Regions from separate parts of the Astyanax mexicanus genome. Here region 1 is linked to region 2. Evidence: chromatin contacts called from public Hi-C data. All regions are on one chromosome and are shown on one strand. The core of a region is the stretch at or near the end of the contact, and the rest is flanking DNA. Distances in the headings are between cores, read along the strand shown.

Evidence for each region. A called contact is a pair of places that touch in the nucleus more often than the background predicts.
Region 1: a Hi-C map of muscle shows a contact between it and region 2, with 9 times the contacts expected there. The contact joins the promoter of ssbp4 here to the enhancer-like site in region 2. A contact is called at or near these places in 2 of 3 Hi-C or Micro-C datasets (both in muscle).

Annotation. Positions count from the first base shown.
Region 1 is chr16:22,701,264-22,704,444 of AstMex3_surface, reverse strand. It overlaps ssbp4 (single stranded DNA binding protein 4), which reads left to right and starts at 1,602. Exons shown (of 18, transcript XM_015601289.3): 1 at 1,602-1,771. The coding sequence starts at 1,716.
Region 2 is chr16:22,623,744-22,626,721 of AstMex3_surface, reverse strand. All of the region lies in intron 5 of ssbp4 (single stranded DNA binding protein 4), which reads left to right. Among protein-coding and RNA genes, the nearest start is that of fkbp8, 20 kb to the right of the region's middle. Within about 2 kb of position 1,376, the one cell type or tissue checked has an H3K27ac peak away from gene starts, as active enhancers do.

The DNA of each region.
Region 1 (3,181 bases), core at 353-2,852, 77 kb before region 2:
AGGAACTGGCAGTGGACAGAATCACAGACTAAACAACAAACAGATTTTAACTCTTTATATGATAATTCTAAAGAAAACATACTGGCTGAAGCACTAGGGTAAAAAAATGCCAGTGGCTAACTTTAGCTAAACCATGTTTTTTAGTACCTGGTGACACATCCTGATCACTTTGAGTTGAATACATTTACTAGAATGGTTGTTCACAAACATTTGGACATAGAGTACAGCCATCCATGTATAATTGGAAGCCATTTACGATTTGACCATTTATTATTCGGTCTCTCATCTTGTCACACAGACAGAATGTATGTGGGCGTAAATGTCAGCTACCTAAACTTTTTAAACTCTAAGGAAAGCGGAAGGAGTTTCCCTTTTAAAAGCAGTGCGTAGGCTGCACATGTAAACAGAAACACGGCCACGGAAAGGGATATTTTTAGAGGTGGCAGATGTCTGCTTTTATATGTGCATAGTCCTACAAATTGCCATATAAGCTAGCACTTGCATTACCATTACTTTGTCATCGAGCCACTGCACGGTTTTATTCATTTGCACATCTGTATATAGAAGGTCAAAAATTCACTTTTTTGAGAGACTGTAGGCCAGGGGAAGGTTTTTTTTTTTTTTACGAAAATACACCATCATGAGCTATAGTGCTCAAAGTATTATTTGTAGCTAAGTGGCGTTGACCAGCAAACAGATCTGTCTTACAATTTCATGATTCTGACTCTGTACTTTAAAACGAAGGCCTAAAGAGTCGGCCATCAAAGTTGCAAAATCACACAACGAAGACCTGAGGCAATGTGGTTGGTGTGTGTATATATATATATATAGCTCTGAAAAAAATAAGAGACCACTTCACTTTCTGAATCAGTTTCTTTGACTTTGGGTAAAATGAGCATTGTTGTTTTATTCTATAAACTACGGACAACATTTCTCCCAAATTCCGAATAAAAATATTGTCATTTAGAGAAATGGCTAAAATAATAAAAAAGATGCAGGGCTTTCAGACGTCAAATAATGTAAAGAAAACAAGTTTATATTAGTAAAGGTTTTAAAAGTTCAGAAATCAATGTTTTGTGGAATAACCCTGATTTTTAATCACAGTATTCATGCATCTTGGCATGTTCTCCTCCACCAGTCTTACACACTGCTTTTGGATAACTTTATGCCACTCTTGGTGCAAAAATTCAAGCAGTTCAGCTTGGTTTGATGGCTTGTGATCATGCATTTTTCTCTTGATTATATTCCAGAGGTTTTCAATTTGGTTAAATTAAAGAAGCTCATAATTTTAAGTGGTCTGTATATATATGTATAAATATATATTTTTTCTCTGATCAGTTCCCCACTATTGCCTCAGTCTTGTAAACAAGGAGTGTGCGTTCCCCTTTAAGAGGCCCCCACCGTCTCCAGTGCGGGGGGAGGGAGAGCGCATTCCTGGAACAGCGGTAGAGGGAGAGAAAAAAAATCTTCCAGCGGCCTGTTTCAAGTCCCCCCAATAGAAACTGTGCCTGATTTGTGGCCAATGTTGGAGATGTGAAAAAAGAAGGGAGGGAGGGGGGATGGAGGGACGGAGGGAGGGAGGGAAGAAGAGGAGGAGGAGGAGGAGGGGGGAGGAAAAACACTAAAGGGGTAGCTATGGAGATATAACGTTTTCCTGGCTGCTTTCTTTCTTTGACAGGTGTTGAGTGGGTAAAAGTCTTAAAACAGAATCCAGCATGTACGCCAAAGGTAAAGGAGCTGTCGTCCCTTCTGATAGTCAAGCGAGAGAAAAGTAAGTGGATTTTGCGCGCTGTTTGAAGACTTTAATGGTGCGGGAGCTCCAACTTTCCAACTCCTGCTCTTCTTTACTATTGTTTGAGGGGGCTCGGTACAGTAACACGCTTCTTTCTGCGCGCCGGGGGAGGCTCTCTCTCTGCCCCCGGCTCGGCTCTTTAACTTTTTCGCACCTGGCGATCAGCTGTTATTGTTGTTGTTTTGGCGTTTTCGTTTCCTGCAGTTGGTTACGGTGTTGTAACTACTTTATTAGAGATAGAGAAGACTTCGTGCACACTGTCCGGTGACTTGTAGCTAGATATCTTTCTTCCAAGGCTGAACTTACAGGCGTGTTGTAGCTTAAAGCTGTTTTCGGTGTGTTTTGGTCCGGAGCTGTAAAGTTAGTTAGTTAACTAGCTAAGCTAATAGTTAGCTAGTTAGTTCGTTGCTTAGTTACCGTAGTTAGCTAGTTAGCGGTTAGCTAAACTAGCTCAGCTAGTTAACTAACAAAGTGTGCTGTTGTTGCTGTTTCTGTGTTGGAAGACTGGAAGACCCAGCTATAGTTTCATCGTATTCGTCGGGCTTTAAAACGTGGTTCAAAGTTCAGTGGATGTTTTTACAGTGTTTAACTGTGTTTAACAGTGTTTTAGCTACTGCTACAGTGTTTTACAGTGAGCTCACCTCCCAGCAGTGCCTTTATCTTATTGATAAAGTGTTGTGATGATATCGCTGTTGTTATCAGTAGTATAACGCTAGGTTAGCTGTAACTAGTTTATTAGTTGGGGTTGTTAGTTAGCTAGCTTCTCGTCTCTTTTTCTTAGGACAGAAGTGACCATATTAGCTATTGCCTAAATTCCTGTATTTATGTTACGTTATATATTCGTATAATGTTCACTGAGGGATAATAGTAGGGATAGTAATATGGTCACATCTGTCCAAAAGTGACGAGAAGCTTAACGCTGGCTAAACGCTAAATATACTAGCTACTGACAACAGCAGCGATAACCAGCTTTAGCTGTGGTGAACTCACTGTAAAATACTGTTAAACACTGCTAAATGCTGTTAAACGATGTTAAAACAAACCAAGACACTGCTAAACACTGGTAAATGTTGTTAAACAATGCAAAACAATGTGGAAAAATACAAAACACCGTGGAGGACTATACAACACCGTAAACCCCTGTTAAATACTGCAAAGCACTGTTAAACACTGTTAAATACTGTAAAACACGTTCCGAACTTTGAACCACGTCCCGAACCGACTCTCCAGGCTAATGTTGGCGGATGCTAGTGAAGTGGTAGCCGGCTCGTTGTGCTGAAGACGTGCCCGTGTTGTGGACTCCCTAACCGATATGCAGCTCATGTTAATCACCGCTTTGGTTTTCTGTTAGCTCTGTTCTCTACCTTTTCTTTCTCTTTTCTGTCAAGT
Region 2 (2,978 bases), core at 127-2,626:
AGAGCCACCATTGGTTACATATAGAACCATGTTTGTAGTAGTAATGTTAATGAGATTGATGTTGTTTTCACTTAAAAACTCCAGAAAATGTCTGGAGAATCAGGTCTGAACACAAGTAGCGTACAACTAGAGATTTTTCATGATTTTCCAGAAGCATGAGTCCACTCCACTATTTAAAAATGAGTTTACTTAGACTTTACTGAGTATCTGTATTACTAGGCTGGCAGGATAAAGTCTATGTTCAGTAATGTTCAGGTAATGACATGGACATTTCATTCACACAAACCGCTCCTCAAGGTAATGTCTGCAAAAGTTCTGCATTATTGTGCATGGCGTGAAAGAGGCTTGAGAGTCTATTTCAATTACTAAAGATCCTTTACAACAACTGAAGGTTCTTTAGACCTTTATACGGATTCCTAAACACTCACACACACTGTCTCAAACTTATACCTCTATTATGTATTTATGAAACCAAAAATGGTCCTTCTATGGCATCACTGAACCATTTGAAGCATAGTTGTTTCTTTAGCGTGTTATACCAATGCTTCAGTACCATAGAGTTTGATGGTATTTCCTGATTGGTCAATGAATTGACGGTCTCGTTTGAAGACCTAAAAGGTTAAAAGGATCGTAAAGGTTAGACCTCTGGAAGCACAGCTGGCTTCTGAACTCAGCAGGCCTCAGTGGCTGACTTGTTTTGTTTTCTGGCGATTAGTGACTATAAGGTATGATCACATTCTGATCTTTGCAACATCATGGAATTATAGCATCATTATAGCATCCTCCAAAGTGTTGAAACACACCTTGGTTTCACACAGACTTTGGCTTCACACTTTACATGCTTCTTTTAAAGCCAGTTCGGCCACACGTCATATTGTTTGTCCAAGAAGTGGCAGCAGGTCTGTCTCAGCATACACACAGAGGCAACAATGAAATATGCATTGTGCTGTTGTGCTGTGCTTTGTTGTGTTGGTGGCTTTGTGTCCACAGCTGCCTGTCTGCAGTTCTGCACTGCCTCCTAGTGGTTTCAGAGCTTCGTTGCACTTTTACAGGCGTGCTTGGCCCCTGCGATTGCTACTGTCCTTTACTGCGCTGTCCCAGTAGGAATAGTGTGTGCTGTTCTTTCATAAGGCAGGAGGGGCTTCTGTGGATGGGCTGGTGGTTCTGTGCCAAGCCGTTATCTCCTTAGCTGGGTAGAAAATGATTTTATTAATTGCTTCATTTAGCACACACACCCCCCCCCCCCTACACACACTTCCCCTACACACTCAGCTACGCATGCAGAGACACACACGCACACACACGGACAAACCCACTCATGTTGTTCCTCTCTACAGGGCCACATAGCAGGAGCAGGCACCACCATAAAGGCCATATGCCTCGCCCATTCACTCATAATGGGCCTGGGTTGGAGGGAGGAGGTGGAGGAGGCGCAGTGCTGGTGGCAGAGCAGTGTGGAGGAGGAGAGCGGGGCAGGGGCTGCAGCAGCTGCTTCACCCAGCAGGAGTGACTTGTGGCGGGGGAAGAACATAACACTCGCCCCTCATAAACTGCAGCATTATTAGGAGCCAGGGGTGTAAATCTGTGACCTCACAACGAGTCGATTTGATAATGGCTCCTTATAGTCCAAGCACTTAAGGGTCCTTTGACAGTAGTGGAGCAGTTTTTGGTGTGGTATAGAATGCATACAATCTGTGTCCGCCCATGGGCCATAACATTACAAACACAGACAGATGAAGAGATTAACCTTGAGGATCTGGTTACAGTGGTGCCTGCAACAGAGTGGAATATGCATACAGTGTGAACAGACAGTTCTTTATCGTTATTGATGTGCTGGAATATGCAGGATAATGAACAAGTCTTTTAGGTCAGTTGGGCATCTCCAAAACATCATTGGTCCTGGTGTTTAGCGGTCAGTACCTAACAAAGGTGCTCCTAGGATGGACAATTTTTGAACCAGTGACTAGTACAGGTTCTGAATGCTCACTGGTGCTCATTCAATTATGAATACCTCACCTCCCAACTAACTGGACTTTCTATTAAAGGATCTTGTGCTAATGTCTTGGTGCCAGATCCCACAGGACACCTTGAAAGGTCTTGTGTAAGTCCATGTCTCAAACAGTCAGAGCTGTTCAGATATTACAAAGAAGGACTTACACATTTTTATGTCTGACTGGCTTGGTATTATTTGTATTATATGTTGTACGGCTCTAGAAAAAAATAAGAGCTCACTTAAAAATGATTAGTTTCTTAGATTTTACCAAATTAAAATCCTCTAGAAAATATTCAAGAGGAAGATGGATGATCACAAGCCTTCAAACCAAGCTGAACTGCTTGAAAGTTATCCAAAAGCAGTGTGTATGACTGATGGAGGAGAACATGCCAAGGTGCATGAAAACTGTGATTAAAAATCGGGGTTATTCCACTTAATATTGATTTCTGAACTCTTAAAACTTTATGAATTTGAACTTGTCTTCTTTGCATTATTTGAAGTCTGAAAGCTTTCCGTCTTTTTTGTTGTTTTGGCCATTTCTCATTTTCTGCAAATAAATGCTGTAAATTACAATATTTTTATGTGGAATTTGGGAGAAATATTGTCCGTAGTTTATAGAATAAAACAACAATGTTCATTTTACTCAAACATCTACCTATAAATAGCAAAACCAGAGAAACGGATTCAGAAAAATGGTCTCTTAAGTGGTCTCTTAATTTTTTCGAGAGTTCTATGTATTAAATATAAGATGTGGATTTTTTTTTACACCAAATCCACATCTAAACTGAGCATTTTGAAATTTGTTGTGAAGTGTAGAAGGAGTGGAATGTGTCTTTAAAAGTGGGTTGTTTCATCCCACACCATCCTAACAGTACATTCCTAAAAATACAAAGGTCCCAATGTTCCAATGGTTCTTTGAGCAATGCCATAGAAGACTTGTTTTTGGCTGCATAAAGAACCATATTTGGAGATGGGTGAGTATAAG